Linked DNA regions of Mus musculus: region 2 is linked to region 1. Evidence: chromatin contacts called from public ChIA-PET data. All regions are on one chromosome and are shown on one strand. Each heading gives the region's core, a stretch centred on a gene start, on an enhancer-like site or on the middle of the called end of the contact. The rest is flanking DNA. Distances are from core to core; before and after follow the strand shown. Region 1 has its middle 44 kb from the start of Gm40434. Region 2 overlaps Klhdc1 (kelch domain containing 1).

What was found. ChIA-PET counts read pairs in DNA pulled down with a chosen protein or histone mark.
Region 2: a contact with region 1 is called in an RNA polymerase II ChIA-PET map of memory CD8 T cells, with 78 read pairs. The contact joins two enhancer-like sites. A contact is called at or near these places in 2 of 115 datasets of contacts at active chromatin or transcription factors (memory CD8 T cells and pancreatic cancer cells) and 1 of 9 other capture datasets (liver).

Annotation. Positions count from the first base shown.
Region 1 is chr12:69,414,976-69,419,993 of GRCm38.p6, reverse strand. No RefSeq gene overlaps it. Among named protein-coding and RNA genes, the nearest start is that of Gm40434, 44 kb to the left of the region's middle. Within about 2 kb of position 3,058, at least 89 of the 459 cell types and tissues checked have an H3K27ac peak or open chromatin away from gene starts, as enhancers often do. A contact at or near this core is called in memory CD8 T cells, where this site is marked.
Region 2 is chr12:69,255,415-69,260,432 of GRCm38.p6, reverse strand. It overlaps Klhdc1 (kelch domain containing 1), which reads right to left. Exons shown (of 13, transcript NM_178253.5): 6 at 4,175-4,258; 7 at 2,327-2,410; 8 at 1,806-1,864; 9 at 820-932. Among named protein-coding and RNA genes, the nearest start is that of Klhdc1, 16 kb to the right of the region's middle. Within about 2 kb of position 2,397, at least 52 of the 459 cell types and tissues checked have an H3K27ac peak or open chromatin away from gene starts, as enhancers often do. A contact at or near this core is called in memory CD8 T cells, where this site is marked.

The sequences.
Region 1 (5,018 bases), core at 1,809-4,308:
GTGGCTTGCTTAGATTTAAGTTACTTGGGCTTATTTTTCTAATCGAAAAGATCAAAGGGCACCACTACCTAACTATAGCATTTACTGTTGGCTGAATGGCTTTGCCTGATGGAACTGCCCAACAGGGCAGGAAAGCATTCTTCCAAGAGAGGAACTGTGTGACTCACAGCCTTCCACGCGCTCTCTACAGAAGCTCTCTCTACAGCAGGGTTTTGCCTAGGGCACACACCATGGCAAGCCAGTGCCGGAGGACCAAGGGGAAGTGCTGAAAGAGAAGAGCAATGCTGGGAAGCTGTGTAGCATCAATAAGGCCATGGGTTCAATTCTCAGTCCCCACTTACCACCAAAAAAATAGAAAGGGTCCAGTTAAAAACTTTACTTCACCAGATCTGATGATATGCCTGTAATAAAGGTACTTGGGAGGCTGAGGCAGGAGGACTACAAGTTTGAGGCGTGGCTGAGCCCTGAGCTATCTAGCAAGATGGCTGTTGCTAAACAAATGAACAAACCAACCAACCGTGCAACAATATCAGACCCAAACTCAACCAAAATGTTGGAAACTTCTAGTCTTACCAGCTGACTTCTGGACGGCTCAAACATAACTTTCCACTTGCAAACGATGGATAAGGTTAGCTAGCATTTCTAGGAAATGTCAGATGAAGCAATCTGAAAAAGCCACGGGCTCGCCAGAAGCCCCACAATTTAGAAAAGCAAACAAACCATTTTTCCCTGGAATTTGGGTTCTACTGAATTAATCTTTTTACTAGAGGAGAGCCTGAGAGTAAATATGATGAGTCACTCCCCACACCACGCTTGCCTGTGCAGCACTCGGAACTCAGCCATCCTTGTCAAGCGCTTTAATGCGACTGTAATAAGAAGTAAACAGCCGAGCAAGCGAGCAAGCATCCGTATCCGAAGCCATGTGAGCCCCAGATGCTCAGCTCCATTGTGGGAACTCTCCCAGGAACATCCCCCAAATTTAATTATCCACTTACCTGAAGCCTACCGACCAACGGACCAAGATCTCTGAAGCATTCTACTGCTCCTCACTGGCTCTCTGTACAGAATAATATCCAAACCCCAACCCCACCATCTTGACGCAGAAGTGTTTGAGGGAGATGTTGAGGCAAAGAATGTGCGTGGTTTACTGCAGACAAGCCCATTCTCTAGAAACTGCCGGGAGCGCTGGGAATGTAGCCTAGTTAATAGAGTGCTTAGCTTAGCGTGCGTGGAGCCCTGGGTCAGATCCCTAGCACGGCATCAAAGCGGAACTGGTGGGACACACTGTGATCCAGTTCTAGGGAGGTGGATATAGGAGGACCAGGGGTTTCTGAGTTACGCTTGACTACGAGTTAGTTCGAAGGCAGCCCTGGCTACATGGGATTCTGTCTCAAAAATAAAAGGCTAAAATTGTCCTGAGAGTCGTCTGAACTGAAGCCTACACATGACGCGGTAAAAGAGCAGAAATCCGGTGACACACACAGATCTGTGTTAGCAAGCTAGCTCTTTAGCTAGGTTAACTCCTAACTCATCTTTCCTCACTTACTCTCCCTAGTCAGCGGGACAGAGGCGGCTCCAGCCGCTGTGCTGTGTTACTGTTCCTGTACCCAGCCACTCCACCCTGCTGACCCCGTGTTCAGTAAATTCTACCTCAGCACCAAACGCAGGCGTATAAATGCTCAGAACACCTGTCTGCTAGAAGATGAGCTTTCTAGGAACTGATATAAGCCCACGACAAGGCAATCACTTCAGGGACCCTGTTGGCTCAGGAGGCTGGTGTGAGGCTGGAGCAGAAGGCCTGTTGCCCATGGGGTGTTGGCAGATGGTGTGGGGATATTGGGCAGGTCTGTTCCCTTGTCTGGCAGAATCCCTGACTGTGAGCAGAACTCTTTCTTGGTGGGGATGAGCCAAGTCCTTGTGCCAGCTCAACCCAGGCCACGGTGACTGGGAGGAGACACCTGCGACTCAGGCCACAGCAGAGATCACTCTGAAACTGTCTAGGGGTCCAGCAAGGGCTTTTCCCAGTCACTGAGGTAGTGATGAACGTCTTGCTTAGAACTTGAAGACAGCCTGCATGTGAGATTGGGCAGGGACCTTCCTTCCCTGGCCCTGCCATCTGGGCAAACCCAACCTCGAGCCAAGTTTAGGGTAGATTTTGCTTCTGTCTCCGTTTTGCTTAAGCCACTTCCCACCACGTGGCTATTTCCTGAAAGTTCCCTTGTTCATTAACATCTAACCTCGTGCCCTCCCCAGGGACTGCCTAAGCTATAACCTCTGTCCCTCTCGAGTCTTTGTGGCACACCCTCCAATCATTCTTGGCCCTTTCTACATTTTAAGCTCAGGCTGACATCTAAAGCCTGGAGAGGGATTCCCCCTCGTTAACTCCTACCTTGAAAACTCTCAGAACATTGAAAATTGTGCACATAACTACGCTCCATCCCATAATCATATTTCGAGCTCTATCCCATAACGCTCACTCTGGCCTGTTCTTTAACCATGAAGTCTTAAATTTCTTGCTGAAAAGGGAGGGGGGCGGGGGGGGGAGTAGAGATTGATTCTTATTTAAAATGTCTTGCTGATTTAAAAAAATAAAAGAGGGAGGTAATGGGTATGAGACACTGTGTGGTGCGCGAGTGTGTGTGTGTGTGTGTGCGCGCGCGCGCGCGCGCGCGCGTGTGCATGTGTGTGTGTTTGTGTGTATGTGTGTGTGTTTAGACAAATGCTTGAGTGCTTACTGTGAGCCTGACAATATACTGAGCACCTTGCATACATTTTGTTTTCTCACAAGTCCTTACAGGGATGCTATGAGTTAGGTACTGTCATCTCCTATTTAAGGACATATCAGGCTCTGAGGCCACACGGTTAGCGAGTGCATGCAGAAGCTATGCGTTCTGAGTCCAAAGGCCACTCTTAGCATCCCCTGCTCCCACCCACACTCCGGGGACCTGGTGAATGACTTCCTGGAAAGCCCACATTGCTTCCTTTGGAGGTGCCCTGCCCTCATGATTCAGAACAGGCAGGTCGCAGTGCTAAGCTTCACAGTGTTAACCAGGGTGACTCACAGCTCCTCCACCCTCATTGATCCAGGCAGAGACATCCTCCAGTCTGAAACCAGACCGTGAACAGCCCCACCAACTGTGTTCATTGAATGTTGCTATGGAAGCATTAAATTAGGCATTTGTCAATAGTATCGATGTCTGTTTTGGACCTTCAAGAATAAATATGCTTGATGTTTTTGAATCCTCGTCCATGGCTATCTTACACAAATGAAAACTAAGAAATGGAGACTGGGGATGTAGCTCAGTGGTGTTTGGCTCCTGTCTTAGTTAGTGTTTCTATTGCTGTGAAGAGACACCATGATCATAACTACCCTTATAAAGGAAAGTATTTAAAGGGGCCTAGCTTATAGTTCAAAGGTTTAGTCCATTGTCATCATGGCAGGAAACAAGTCTGCTTGCATCAATAAATCCTCAGGGTGAATAAGGACAGGAAGAGCTCCTTTAGAGAGGCATAGGGATGGGGCAGGAGCTGAGAGAGAGAATCGAGAAAGACCAATCAGCATGCCAAAAGCAAGCAACTAAAAGCTGAAATAGTTCTGTCAGCACCAAACACCCTATACCTCCAGTATACTTGGTGTTTGGTATCAAACTTGTAGAAATAGAATAGCCAATCAGGATGGTCTCTAAGATGACTCTGTGTGTGTGTGTGTGTGTGTGTGTGTGTGTGTGTGTGTGTGTGTGACTGGTGGTACTAGGGACTGAGCCTGGACCCTCACATACTAGGTCATTGCTCTACCCTGAGCTATTTCTCCAGTCCTGAAGTAATTCCATTTCCTTATTTATTTATTTATTTATTTATTTATTTATCTTCACTATTTGAGACAGTGTCTCACGTAGTCCAGGCTGGCCCCTCACTCGCTATGGAGCTGGCATAACCTTGAACTCCTGATCCGACCGCCTGCCCCTGCCAAGTGTTAAGGTTACATTTCCCAGCCGAAATGACTCTGGTCTGGTGTCACTCACAGACTCCGGTAGTCTCCTTCCACAAGAAACAGACCTGACCTATGTGACTGACCTGCCCCTGGAGAAATTATGGAGTGTGACACATGGAGCTGGGGGAGGCACTCACCGTACAAGCATGAAGTCTTGAATTCAGATCCCCAACACACACACATAAAAGGATGGGCATGGTTGCACACATGTGTAACACGTGTGTAACTCCAGCACTGTGGGAATGGGGCAGTGACAGAAGATTCCTGGGGCTTGCTGGGTCTAGCTAGCTATAGGGTCAGTGGGGGGACTGGCCCAAGGAAGTAAGAAAGAAAGTGACAGAGCAGGACACCTGATGCCCTACTCTGGCCTCCACACAGGCATGAGTCTAAGCACACAGAAACGCACACACCAGCCCACTGTTAAGTTTCAAATGTGTTAAGGGGGCTGAGGTGCCTATTTAACGTATCAAAGCCTCCAGGTTCTCCCAGCATCCCTCAGTTCCTACCTGTTACAGGGCCCTCCTGGCTGACTTACCCTGTTCCCTACTCTGAACTCTGCAGCCCAGGAGCTCCCTTCCCTATATAACCTAGCCATCTTGTTTACCTGCCCCTTTTGTACCTTTGGCCTCCTGGCTGCTGCAGCTGGTTTCCCTCTGTCTTGCCCTCCCCGACCCCTCCAGGCCTAGCTCAGTCTGGTGATGTCTGGACTCTCCCAGATGTCCCTGCCTCTGCCTCTGTTCCTCCTCTTATCTCCAATAAACCTTCTCCTCCACCATACCCAGGAGCAATCATCTCCTTTTCCTTTTTCTTCCTTCCTTCCTTCCTTTCTTTTTTTTTTAACAGAGAGAGAGAAGAGGAGGAGGAGGATATAATAAGAAAGGGGCTCGGTGAGATGGCTCAGCAGCTTAAGGCACTGATAACCATGATGATCTAAGTCCAGTCCCCTGGGAGCAGCACTACTGAATCACAGAGCTGAGTCTAAGCTGTTCTCTGACCTCAGCACATGAGGCGTGGCACTCCAGTGCTC
Region 2 (5,018 bases), core at 1,148-3,647, 160 kb after region 1:
TATAACCCGAGCTATAACTGTGACTTCTCATGTCAAGTCACAGTGTAAGCATGTAGTTAGGGACAGAGAGAGAAAAGAATGACTTCAGTGTAAGTACAAAATACAATCAATCAAATTGTTGGTGTGGTGGGCACACCTTTAATCCCAGTGCTCCAGAGGCAGAGGCAGAGGCAGATGGATCTCTGAGCTTCAGCTCAGCCTGGTCTACAGAGTGAGTTCCAGACAGCAAAAACAACATATGGAGACTCTGTGTCTACAACACAAAACAAGAGACTGGAGAAGTGATGACCTAGTAGTTAAGAGCACCACTGCTCCTCCAGAGAACCCAGGTTCGACTCCCAGTTCCCGCAAGACTGCTCACAACGGCCAGTAACTCTAGTTCCGAGGGATCCAGTCAGTACTCTCTTCTGGCCCCCACGGGCACTGCATACACATGGCATAGACACACATGCTGGCAAAACACATACACATACAAAGTAAAACATTTTTTTAAAAAAAATCAATTTTCAATTAAACAAAATCAGACAAACAAACAATCCAAGATAATAGGGCCAGCAAGACAATGGCTCAGCAGGAAGGCACCTGCTGCCCTGTGGCATGATGACCTGAGGTTCATCCCTGGGATCCGCATGGTAGGAGAGGACCAACTCTCACTTCTCCTGTCTTCTACACATGCACTAAAGAACATCTATGCATATATGCACACACACTCACTCATTAACAGGAAGAATGTAAAACAGGACGTGCACACATCCTTCCCCAGATGCCTGACGCCTGGATAAGGAGGTAAAGACTGTGTGCTAAGCCGTATGGACTTACTTAGTGGAATATTATCTGCATTTAGTCCACCAAATAGGAAAAGCTTATCATCAGTTATTGCTGTTAAAGTGTGCCATGACCGGTGTTTGGGGCTTTCTCCATTAACAGAAATCCTGTAGCAAAGGGGGAAAAAATTAAAATGCAACTTTGAATTAATCAAAATGAAAGATTTTTGATTTTCCCAAGACAGTCTCATCAGTAGCCAGGCTGGCCTCTGGGTCACGATGCTCCTGCCTCGGCCATGATGGGCCATGTGTTCACCACTACAGTCATCTCAGATCTTAAAGGAAAAGCTGAGCTTGGGAGTGGAGGTGCACACTTGTAATCCCAGCACCCAAGAGGCTGAAATAAGACCATGCATTTGAGGCTAGCCTGGGCTACACAGTGACTTCAAAATCAGCTGGAGCTATATACAGAATTTTTGCTAGGAAAGAAAGGAAGAGGAGAGGGGGAGGGAAAGAGAAATAGGAAGTAGGAATGGAAGAAGAAAGGAAGGAGAGGGAAGGAAAGGGGAAGGGGAAGGGAAATAGTTCAGTTATAAATGATGCTCAGAGTTGCTCAGTAGACCAGACTGGCCTCAGACTCATGGGGTCTGCCTGGCTCTGCCTCCCGAGTGCTGGGAGAAAGGCATGCCCTGCTGCACTGCTCCACTATGTATATCCAGCATACTGTAGATCTCCTCCTCAGGAAAACTTCTTCTACCACGTGTGCTGTCACTTTTACTTGAAAGGCTGTGGCAAGACAACCAGAGTTCAAGGCCAGCCTGGGCTACTCAGTGAGATTCTGTTTTGAAAGGAAGGAAGGAAGGAAGGAAGGAAGAAAGGAAGGAAGGAAGGAAGAAAATTTAAATTTCATATTTCTTGTTTAGATATATAACCCAAAGAAAAAATATCAACTCAGTCTTAGAGACCCAGGCTTGGATTATGACAGATTGCACACCAGCCCACACCCAGCCCTACAAACTGGAACCCAGATCTGAGACTGACCTTCCAGACCAGACCCAGGTGTCTAGGTTTAGATAGTGTAGGTCATTCATCCTGGTTTGCTGAAATAAAAGCAGGATAATTGGACAGGGTTTTAACTCTTTCATGGAATAAAACGTTAGCTCTAAAGCAAGCTCAGATCAAGCACAGATTGCCCTATTCTTTCTATTTGGCCCTGGAAACTTAGCACTGAACATCAATTCTAAGCATCAAGAAAATCAACATGGAACTTCCCGGGGTCAGCAGGAAAGGAGATGGATTTAAACTAAAAGAGCTTGGATGGTAGGAATTAAACATTCCTGACACTGCACTCAAGTGAAGGGCTTTCCACACTAAAATGTGATTAAAAAACATCTGCGGCAGCATGCGGAGGGTCTCTTTCGGAAAACAGGAGATAAATAAAACTCAGTCCTGTGTGTAGCTTAATCTCTGGGCAAGTTGCATGTTCAGCTGCTCCACAGAATCAGACACAAGCGTTTATAAACATCACCCATGAGAATACCATTTCCATTGAAAACACTGACCAAAACACGTCCGCCAAAGACGTAACCCTTATTTCCCAGAACTGCACATGAGTGCGCGGCTCGTGGCTGTGGTGGAACTCCACCCTGCAAGCAGAGATCAGAACAGAAGACAGACTTGAAACGGCCGTACCAGCCACATCCTGTGCCATAACCACAAATAGCTTCTTTAAGAAAAGACGCACCCCTCCGCCCTGAAATGCCCACTACCCAACAAAATCAATGTGCAGAAAGTTCATCCAGAAATATAAAAATCTTAAATAAATTAAAACATTTTCATCTCCTCTCCCCTCCCCTCACACTATAGATCTAATATTGCATCTCAGAGACTCTAAGAATTTACTAATGGCCCCCCAAATTCTCAAATTCACAAAACAGCTTCGCTGACAGTTTAAGGCAAACCCAAGAAGCCCTTCTTTCCTAGACAAAAGCCTACTTGCATTTTGGAAGTTGGTTTACTTTTGGTGTTGTTGTTTTGGTTTGTTTGTATGTTTGTTTCCTATTTCCTAAAATTCTTAGAATAAAAAACTCCTTTCTACTTTGTCTTGAATGAAGTTCTGATGTTTCGGTCTCACTTGAATAACTGAAATCTAGTTGGTAATAATGAACTAAGCTTTGCCTCTGTAATAGTTAAATTAAGAGAAAACCATTTTTTTTAAAAGGTTGATTCCTAGGGCTGAGGGATGCTCAGTGGTCAGGAGCACTGGTCGCTCGCTCCTGCAGAGGCTGCAGAGGGCCGGGTTCGGTTCCCATCACCCACATATCAGCTCACAACCTCCTTTAACTCCAGTTCCAGGGAATCCAGCCTCCTTGGACAATACACACACATGTTGCCCATACATACCTGCAGGCAAAACACCCAAACACATAACATAAAAACAAATCTTTAAAAGATGCTGATTCTGTTTGCTTTCTACTGTTTACACAAATCTGAATTTGTGTTTGATTTCTAACAAATAAAATAATATTGATAATGTATTTTACCATGTTAGAATTGCATGTAGCTCATATAAAAACACAAGTGTTGGGTCTGGGATACAGCTCAGTGAGAGTGCTAGGCCAGTTCTTACAAGGCTGCTGGTTTGATCTCAGGATTGGAGAGGGGGGGGTGGAGGGGGGAAAGAAAGGAGGAAAGAAGGAAGGAAAGAAGGAAGGAAGGAAAGAAGGAAGGAAGGAAGGAAGGAAGGAAGGAAGGAAGGAAGGCTGGCTGGCTCACGGACTCTGTTTTAAAAGAATTTTAAAAATAACTCTGATAATTCACACAGACACTGACAGGTAAAGAATGATCCTCTAGCTCATGCCTGTAATACCAGCGCCAGGGAGGTAGAGGCAGAAGTTCAAGGCTAGCCTACCTAAGCTACATGAGACTCTTTCTCAAAAATGAAAAGAACAATAATGACTCCTCTTTAAAATACTTTTTTTAGAACATATTATTTGTAGGATACATGGCTAGAAAAACAGTCGTTGCTAGCAGTTTTTAAGGGAGCTTCTTCAGCTGAGCGTGGTGGCAACAGCTGTAACCTAGCACCTGGGAGGGAGAAGTTGGGAGGCTGCAAGTGTGACTGATGCCAGAGTAGTCTACATAGCGAGACCCTCTCAAAATGCAAGGAGAGAGGAGGGGGGAGAGACGGAGAGCCATTTTTACATGCAACTGCAACCCCAATTAAAATCAAGTTAAGTTAGAAAGAAAAGAGGTTTTGTAATATCAGTTAATATAGAAATAACATTCTCACCTTCAGAAACAGAAAAGAGTTGATTAAGAAAGGGAAAGCTGGCGAGATGGGCGGGAGGGCTGGGGATGGGGGAAGGGCTTCTGCTGCAGAGACCTCCAGGTAACTTAATAGTGCTTACTTTAATTTCTGGTTGAGACCACGTCCTCGTCTTTGTGTCAAACACATGGACGTCATTGTGCCACCCCCAGAATATCTGTTCTTCCTAAAACAGAAACAAATGGCTATGAGCTTTGTAGCTAAAACGTCAGCAGTTACTCTGCATATTTACTCATAAAGTTACAGGCACCATATACAAGTGGTTCAGCATTGCCTCAATGGTAAAGTCAGGCACACACCACACCTCACAGTGGACCCTGGGCTGTCCCAGACATAGTGTGACACTATCAAACTATCTCCAGCACTGAGACTCTCTTGCCAATCTTCAATTGTGTGGAACAGAGTGAATATTTACATTTTCAAACTGATTTCACTATAATAATCTAGAGAGCTATTGTTTCCTGTAATAAAAAAAAGTTCTTAAGGGGGTGGGGTGGGGTGGGGACCACGGAGCAGTGAACTGGAGCAATAGTTCAATATTTAAGAGCACTGACTCTTCTTCCAGCACCCACACAATGGCTCACAGTTGTCTGTAACTCCATGGAATCCAATACCTTCTCCTGTTCTCTGCCGGCACTGCACACACATGGTGCATACACAAATATGCAGGCAGGACACCTATATGCATAATATAAAAATAAAGGTTAAGAAAAAGTTAAGTTTGGCAAGCATGGTGATGCACGACTTTAATCCTTGTACTTGGGAGGCAGATCACTGAATTGGAGGCCAGCCTGGTCTACAGAGAAAGTTCCAGGACAGCCAGGGCTTCTCTCTCTCTCTCTCTCTCTTTCTTTCTTTCTCTTTTTCTCTCTCTCTTTCTCTCTCTCTCTCCTCTCTCTCTCTCTCTCTCTCTCTCTCTCTCTCTC